2 separate regions of the Sus scrofa genome follow, and region 2 is linked to region 1. Evidence: chromatin contacts called from public HiChIP or PLAC-seq data. All regions are on one chromosome and are shown on one strand. Each heading gives the region's core, a stretch centred on a gene start, on an enhancer-like site or on the middle of the called end of the contact. The rest is flanking DNA. Distances are from core to core; before and after follow the strand shown. Region 1 has its middle 55 kb from the start of PTPN12. Region 2 overlaps CCDC146 (coiled-coil domain-containing protein 146).

What was found. HiChIP or PLAC-seq counts read pairs in DNA pulled down with a chosen protein or histone mark.
Region 2: a contact with region 1 is called in an H3K27ac HiChIP or PLAC-seq map of alveolar macrophages. The contact joins two enhancer-like sites. A contact is called at or near these places in 1 of 47 Hi-C or Micro-C datasets (heart right ventricle) and 1 of 2 datasets of contacts at active chromatin or transcription factors (alveolar macrophages).

The regions. Positions count from the first base shown.
Region 1 is chr9:102,617,380-102,621,553 of Sscrofa11.1, forward strand. No RefSeq gene overlaps it. Among named protein-coding and RNA genes, the nearest start is that of PTPN12, 55 kb to the left of the region's middle. Within about 2 kb of position 1,827, at least 16 of the 83 cell types and tissues checked have an H3K27ac peak or open chromatin away from gene starts, as enhancers often do. A contact at or near this core is called in alveolar macrophages, where this site is marked.
Region 2 is chr9:102,902,049-102,906,222 of Sscrofa11.1, forward strand. The region is part of intron 1 of CCDC146 (coiled-coil domain-containing protein 146); the gene reads right to left. Among named protein-coding and RNA genes, the nearest start is that of CCDC146, 16 kb to the right of the region's middle. Within about 2 kb of position 1,788, at least 4 of the 83 cell types and tissues checked have an H3K27ac peak or open chromatin away from gene starts, as enhancers often do. A contact at or near this core is called in alveolar macrophages, where this site is marked.

The DNA of each region.
Region 1 (4,174 bases), core at 577-3,076:
GGGTTAAGGATCCAGTGTTGCTGTGAGCTGTGGTGTAGGTCATAGACTCGGATCTGGTGTTGCTGTGGCTGTGGTGTAGGCTGGCAGCTACAGCTCCAATTAGACCCCTAGCTTGGGAACCTCCATATGCCGTGGGAAGCGGCCCTAGAAAAGGAAAAAAGGCAAAAAAAAAAAAAAAGAAGAAGAAGAAGCACCGCTCCTTGAATTAGGTGAGCTGCATTTTTATTATCCAAGGGAAGTAGGGAGGGGAAAAGTCCTGTGCCATAGTTTAGATTCCACATCTAAGTGATATCATATGGTATTTGTCTTTCTCTTTCTGACTTACTTCATTTAGTATGAGAATCACTAGGTCCATCCATATTGTTGTGAATAGCATTATTTTTTCTTTTTTTATGGCTAAGTAGTGTTCCACATCTCAGAGTATACATACCACATCTTCTTAGTCCAAAAACAGACTTTATTCTTAAAAAAATTTCAATGTCCTGAAAAACAGAGAAAGGCTGGGAAACTTTCCATATTAAGGAGATTGAAAGATATAATAACTGAGTGCAATGAGTAATCCTGGATTAGATTCTGGATTAGGAGAAATTTGCCATAAAACTCATTTTTGGTGAAGTTTGAATACAGGCAGTATGTTAGATTATGATATTGTATTAAAGTTAAAATTCCTAATTATGTAAAAGAATATCTATAAATGTAAACACATAGATGGAGACACACGAGAGGCAGGAGAGACAAAGTAAGCCCTAACGCAAATGTAACAAACTAGTAAAAATTGGTGAATCTGGGTAAAGAGTATCAGGAATTCTCCTGTCTTAGTCTTGCAATTCTTTTGTAAGTTTGAAATAATTTAATAATAAAAAGTTTATTTTATCTTGTTTTATAGAAAAAATTTGATTTCTTGATGCAACTAGTTGACTTTTTAAGTAGAATTTATTTAGAAAAGGCTTATAAGCCCGAAATCACAGGCATAGGTCTGCCCTTAGCAACCTATTAAGATTAATTTATCGTAATTGATGTATTAGTCTCATGAATGTGCTTAAAAGTAGTAATGAGGGTCATGAATTCTCTATCATCCTTTTATAATGAATGGGTGGTTCCTCTAGACAAGTATAGTGTTGTAGATAGAGCTGCATGTAAAAGTTTGCATTATTCATGTGAATTGAGTTGATGATTAATTAGGAAACAGTAGTTACAGTGAACAGTTTTGAACTTCCATATACAAAAATTGGACCCAGTAAATAAAAATTAAACATTCCTGGGGAGAAATAAATAAATCTCAATTTAGCACATTGATCTTCAGAGAAAATGATTAATATACACATTAAAAATCATTTTAAAATATTTTAGATTGTTTTTGCTAAGAATTTAAGATAGTATCTGTCATATAACTAAATTTCTCTGAAATCTAGAAACAGATTAAGTCTTATTTTTTGGTATTTGATATTACAGAAGATAAAAGGGAGTCTTGAAGGTTTCACTGTTTACCTGTTTATTTGGAATGTGAAATTTTTATATCAAACAATCAAAATATGCTGCTTTAAAACAACATAAAAGTGGTACTGTTATTTGGACTAGCATCATTTCTACATTCTCAATTTTGTGTTCATGCATTCATTTTGGTCTATAATTTTGGATTCTATTTTTCTTTTTTAAAAAGAATTAATGTCCTTTAAAAATAGCGAAAAGCAAGTGCTATTATTTCACATATTCTCCAGTTGAGAGTGGTCACAGGATCCAAGAGGCCATGTGTCATGAGGTCAGTGAAATCATTCCTATGTTATGGAGGCTAAAGAGCTTGTGTAAGTCCCTGGGTGGTCTGGCCAGACTTCCGGGTTGAATCAGAACAGTCTTTTATATCATGGGATGCCTTGCCCAGATTGTGCAAGGTAACCTTTAAAACCAAGCAAAACCTGTTGCTCAACTGCTTCAGTCCTGTTCCTTCTGTATCCAAATCAGGTTACTTCCATACAAACATGGTTCAATAGGATATCTACCATGTGACAAGAAGGGTTGAAAAAATTCCTGTGGACTTATTGAATTTAAAAAAATTAGATTGAAAATATCCCGGGAGTCAACTAGAGCTCAGAAAGCACTCTGAAAAACAGGCTTTATTTTCTGGATAAAAATCAGGTTCAACCAAGAACAAGTGACATCAGATGCAATTGTTCTTTACAGGTGGCTCTCCCTTTCTCCTTTCTGCCCATCTGGGCTACCCACAAACTCCTTTATTTCTCATCTGAGGAATATGCCACAGGGGTTGCAAGAGTGGCACTGCCACTGGCCTAATGCCAGAAGAGTTGCTTCTGCTTCCCACCAAGGCCTAAGTCCAGGACTATAGAGTAGGAATGGCTGGGGTGGTTCTTGCTCGGGGGCAGGAGGTGGGAGAGAAAGTGAGAGGAGTATGTGAAAGGTCCTGACAAGAGAGCACACTTAATAGTTTCAGTCATTCCAGACTTCTTTAATTTTTACACAGTGACCTTAAGAGTCAGTCGTCTTTTCCCTTCAAAGTAGGTAATACATTTTTTTATGCCTTGTGTTCTGCTTTCCAAATTTATTTTGAAAAAAATATGTATCAGCTAAGCTGGAACTCAGTTTTACCTAGTACTTAATTAGTTAACCCCTCAAGTATTAATCCCTTTGAAAAATAAAATAATTATCCAAAAAATGGATTTGGAAATTTTATTTTTAAAAATAGGAAAAGAAATCACTAACATTTCTTTGGTCATTTCTATGCTATAACTCTCCACTGTCAACATCTGAAACTTCCGAAGTTTCCGTAACAAAAACTGCTCTTGAATAAAGCTTTTTTTTTTTTTTTTTTGCCTTATTCTATCATGTTTCTAACCCACAACTATTCTGCTGCATTATGAGGGCATTTCAAGATCTGTGCTATGTAAAAACACAGATAGGAGTTCCTGTTGTGGCTCATTGGGTTAAGAAACCAACTAGTATCTACGAGGACTTGGGTTCAATCCCTGGTCTCTCTCAGTGGGTTAAGGATTTGGCATTGCCAGAAGATGTGGTATAGGTCGCAGATGTGGCTCTGGTCCGCATTGCTGTGGCTGTGGCATAGGCCTGCAGCTACAGCTCAGATTGGACCCCTAGCCTGGGAACTTCCATATGCAGCAGGTGGAGCCCTAAAAAGAAAAAGAAAGAAGGAAAGAAAGGGTTATTAGCATAGGTTATTAATTGTATCTATGTGCTAAACAAATGATTGCTGAAGGCCAATTATTGTCTGTGTGTGAAAGACATGAAAGTCAAGCTCCCAGTCTAATTGGGGAAATACATACATATCTGAATAATTATAAAGTAGTCACAAGATGTGAAAAGAAATACCTGCAAAGAACAATTAAGACCAGACAATGAAACAACTAATTGTGTCAGAGAGAATCAAGGTATGTGGTAATATTTGATCAAGGTCTTAAAAGATGACTAGAGATTGGCCCAGTGGGTCCACCCAGTGGGAGTAGGCATTCCAATCACAGGGAACATTGTTTGCAAAAGCAGAGGCCTGAAATGCAAGATAAATCCTGAGAGTGGCCTGGAATCACTGGAATTTAGCGTACAAAGATTAAGCATAACTTCCTTTCACCAGTTGGCTGGCTCTCTCTCAGCTGCCTCTCACATTCTCCTCTTAGTTTCACTCCTGCTTCTACTCCCAGTACAACAGAGCTCTTTTTCTCACTCAGCATCTCTGGTCACTGAGGGTAATTTCTGAGCTAGTTTATAAGCATCAGACTCCTTTCATGAAAGGAACACACCTTGTGACTCTCTGTGTATGTTACTCTCCTAAAACAAAATCAGTTCTGCCCAGTGTGATTATCCCCCCTATTTATTGGGGTTTATTCCCAAAGACTTTTGACTATTTTCAAGTCAAGTCTACCCTTGAAGAGTGAAGATTTATTATCATTTGGGATAATTATGGAATACATTGCAAATCCTGAAAATAATCCTGAGAGGTATTCCAAAGCTGTTTTTTAGAAATGCTAGCATCATTGCAGTCTTTTAAGATGATTCTTTGAATAGAGTACTCCTTTGGATGTTCAAATTCCGGAGGATTTTAAAATAATCACATATTGTTAATTTTTAGGTATCATAACGGTATTGTGGTGGGGTTTTTTTTACTTTTTTTTTTTTTTTTTTTTTTTTTTTGTCTTTTTAGGGCCGCACC
Region 2 (4,174 bases), core at 538-3,037, 280 kb after region 1:
AAGTCAGAAAGAGAAAGGCAAATACCATGTGACATCACTTATATGTGGAATCTAAAATATGGCACAGATGAGCCTGGCTACAGAACAGAAACAGACTCACAGACAGAGAACAGGCTTGTGATTGCCAAGGGGGAGGGAGTGGGGAGGGGGAGGGAGTGGATAAGCAATGAGGTCCCACAGAACAGCACAGGGAACTATATCCAGTCTCTTGGGATAAAACATGGTGGAAGATAATACGAGAAAAAGAATGCGTATACAAACATATAGACACATGGCTGGGTAACTTTGCTGTACAGCAGAAATGGATAGAACATTGTAAATCAACTATAGCACATTTTTTAAAAAAAATTAAAAAAAAGAGTATATGCAGATTAGATGTGATAATGGCTCTGGACTCCCAGCTTCCTCTCTGCTATCCCCAGTTTTCTGCCGCAGCCACACATGGACTTGTCTTCTTCCTCCTGCTACAGAAACACTTCATAAGTTCTGGCATGTGCTACTTATGAGGCACCAATGTCTGGTTCTATTTCTTTATGTGACATTAATAGTCGTGGATATTGTTTGGCCCTCCCTCCTTTAACACAATGTTTTTAATGCCACAAAGCAGTTTTAAAAGAAAACCTATTGTTATTGAGGCATCACAACACTACATTTGGCAAGTAATCACAGTTTACTGTTTACATCTTCAAGGAGCTGGAAATGGTTTGGTGATACATCTAGAGTTGTTTGTGTTAATAAGCTAAAATGTGTATGTTCAGTCATTCCATGGATGAAAAATATGAATGGCTCTACCAGGAAAATATTTCCTTTTGAACATTAGACCATAAATGTTATTTTAGCATTTTCTTTAAGAAATATTTCAAATATACTGGAGTTCCCATTGCAGCTCACTGGGTTAAGAACCCGACATAGTATCCGTGAGGATGTGGGTTTGATCCCTGGCTTTTCTCAGTGTGTTGAGGATCCAGCATTGCTGCAAGCTATGGCGTAGGTTGCAGATGAGGCTCGGATCTGGTGTTGCTGTGACCAGGGCATGGGCTGGCAGCTTCAGCTCCAATTCAACCTCTAGCCTGGGAACTTTCATGTGCTGCAGGTGTGGTCCTTAAAAAAAAAAAATGCTAATAACTGAAATAGGTGTTGTGAAAGCATGGAGGCAGACACTGGGTTACCAGGCACTGCACATTCCCCGCAGGCACCATCCTCAGGGAAAGTTCTGCTGTGAAGCAGCCCTGATTGGAAGGTTGGATGCTGAGAACCTGAGCCAAGCAGTCCTAGGCTATGCTGTGGAGAGAGGACATGGTTATATGAGGCTTTCTAGAAGGGAGAGGACAGATATTGAGCTTTGACACAAAGGAAAAGGCAGTGAAGGAGATAAGTAAAGCTTGAGTCCCATTCCAGAAGAACACTGAACTCTTTTGTTCACACTTCATCTCAGGGCTAAAACATAGAGCCAAAATAGGAAGCTTCCCAAAGAATAATTAAGCAATAAACATTGCAGGGTATGCCTTGTTTTGTAAGACACACCACTACTTCTTCTTCCCTAAAGCTAAAAAGGTGATCAGCACTTTGTTTTGATCTTGAACTCTTAAGGAAAACATTCCTGTCAGTTTTAAGAAGCGCATGCAACAAACCAAATACCCCATACATAGAGAACATGGAGAATGGGGCAGGATACATAAATGATATCACTCTTTGAAGGTAAAATGACAAGACTTGCTTCAAGAAAGAGGTAGCAGGAAGCCACCACGCTGTCTTTCGATATTACTTGTCACTGAATGAGCAAATGTGTGCTTATTTGAGAGTAGCTGGGTATAATATAAAGTCAAACAAGGGATTTCTCTCCCAGCCCTACATAGAGTGTGGACATTTGCTTTCATAATTTAGCTCTTCTGACTCCCCTGGAAACATGATTACATCCTCTTTTCCCCAGAACCCACTGGTATAAAATATTAGTTATAGGACTGTTTCTATGGTAACTCAGAGGGAACAGCTTGGAGGAGGGGGAGTCTGTGACATCTAATTTTTTGTTTGTCTCCGTTTCCTATATTAAAAGACATGGAAATGTCAACATGAGGTTACAAAAACAGCAGTATATTTAAAGTTGTATGGCAAGTGCCTCTTGGTCCTGTCAGTGTATCTCTGTGATTATATGTATATTTTCCTTTGGAGATAACATTAAAAGCCTACACTGAAGGCTTTTCTTTCTGAGAGGCCTCCGGTCCACAATATAACAGTCTTAGAATATTGGGCAGCTAACCCGATATGCAGCCTGCACTTGATTCCGATCCACTTAATTCAACCACATCATCATCATAAGACACTTTTTCGCATTTATTATGCTATTACTTATGTTTATTGTGCGTTGAATTTATTCATGTCTAGATATTTTATTCTCTGTACAGTTGTATAATACCCATTATTACTACACGAAGACAAGATCAGACTTGAAATATTTTTTTAAAGATATGGATACAGATTTTAGGTCATGTTTTTATTTATTTATTTTCTTTTTAGGACTGCATCTGCAGCATATGGAAGTTCCCCGGCTAAGGAGCCTCAGCTGCCAGCTACACCGCAGCTCACCGCAACCAAGGACCCTTAACCCACTGAGCAAGGCCAGGGGTGGAACTCCTGTCCTCATGGATACTAGTCAGGTTTATAACCCACTGAGACACCATGGGAACTCTTTAGGTCATGTTTTAAAAGGCGGTAGAAAAGCTTTGTCATTCAAAGGCCCAGCAGTTCAGACCGCAACTTCTTTCTGTTCCTGAAAAAAAGAAAGAAAAGGAAAAAAACCCTCTCAAAAAAGAATCCTGCCCAAAACCCCCAACTCTGGCACGGGAAAAATTAAAACCACTGCAATCAGTATGTACGGATAAAATCTGTCTCATAATCAAAGTGTTAAAGTAACAATGTGGCTTGGACCACCTATAATGAAAGACATGCACACACATAAAAGGAATCAAAACTCTTGAGAGGAAGCTCCAAGTGCCTATCTCATCTTTAAAGTAAATGTTTACAGTACTAGGTAGTAAAGTCTTAAATTATGTGCACATGTAACCAATGAGGAACCAGTTTATTGCCCATGATCACAGAGAAACCAAGACTCTCACAAGAGGAGCGCCCTTCTCTAGGATGGAAAGATGCTGAGAGGGCTCTAGCCCTACTCCCAACTCATTTCATTGTTCTTTTGCCTCCTTTTGCATAACTCCCACCCCACGCACATATCCGAGAAAAGTTACTTATTCTTTCTTCAAAGCTACATTTTACCCCCCTCGTTCTTATTACTCATTTCAGAGTGGGTGTAACAGACAGGGTTGTGGTGGGTGAGCATCATCCAAGTGGAAGAACTACCATGGAAACAGACTTGATTTTTGTCTCTAACATATCCTTCTGGCCACCCTCATCAACGTGCAGATGTACCTGCTTGGTGTTCACTCACCTGTGCACCTAATAAGAAAATTCATATGGTCCTTCATGATTTCAGCAAAGCTTTCCTCACATTGTTTCACTTAATCCTTAGAACAACCATGTTCCATAAGAATTATCTCCAGTGCTTGCTTTAGCAGCACACATACTAAAATTGGAACAACACAAAGAAGACTAGCAATGGCCCCGGTGCAAGGATGACACACAAATTCATGAAGTGTTCCATAGTTTTGCATCTGGGGTGGGGCTTAGAGGGAGAAAGAAGGAGTCAAATGTTCTGAGTGCACATGTGCACGCGTGCGCACGCGCACGCACACACACACACAGAGAATTATTACCTCTATTACATAGGCGATGGAATTGAAAATTGGAGAATATAAACGGTGTGCTCAAGCTCACACAGCAATAGATGGCAGTACTTATGCAAACCTGTGTTCACTGGCTCCAAATCCCTTACCCTTTTCCATAATATTCTATACAGGTCATTTGCCATGGCCTTTACAAAGCCCTTTCTTCTAGGAGTCCACTAGTGGAAAACAGGATTAAGAATATAGGCAGGCTATTGGAACACAACTTCTGTCCCTGCAAAGGTATAAGGCTAGGACCCCTTCAGCAAAGCGCAGGCCAGCACAGTGTAAATCAGTTTAAAACAAATTAATTCTAGTAGTGATTATTAGGCAGCCCATGGGCTACTGAACAATGGGCTATAGAATTTGTTGTTATAGTTACGAACCAAAGGAACGCC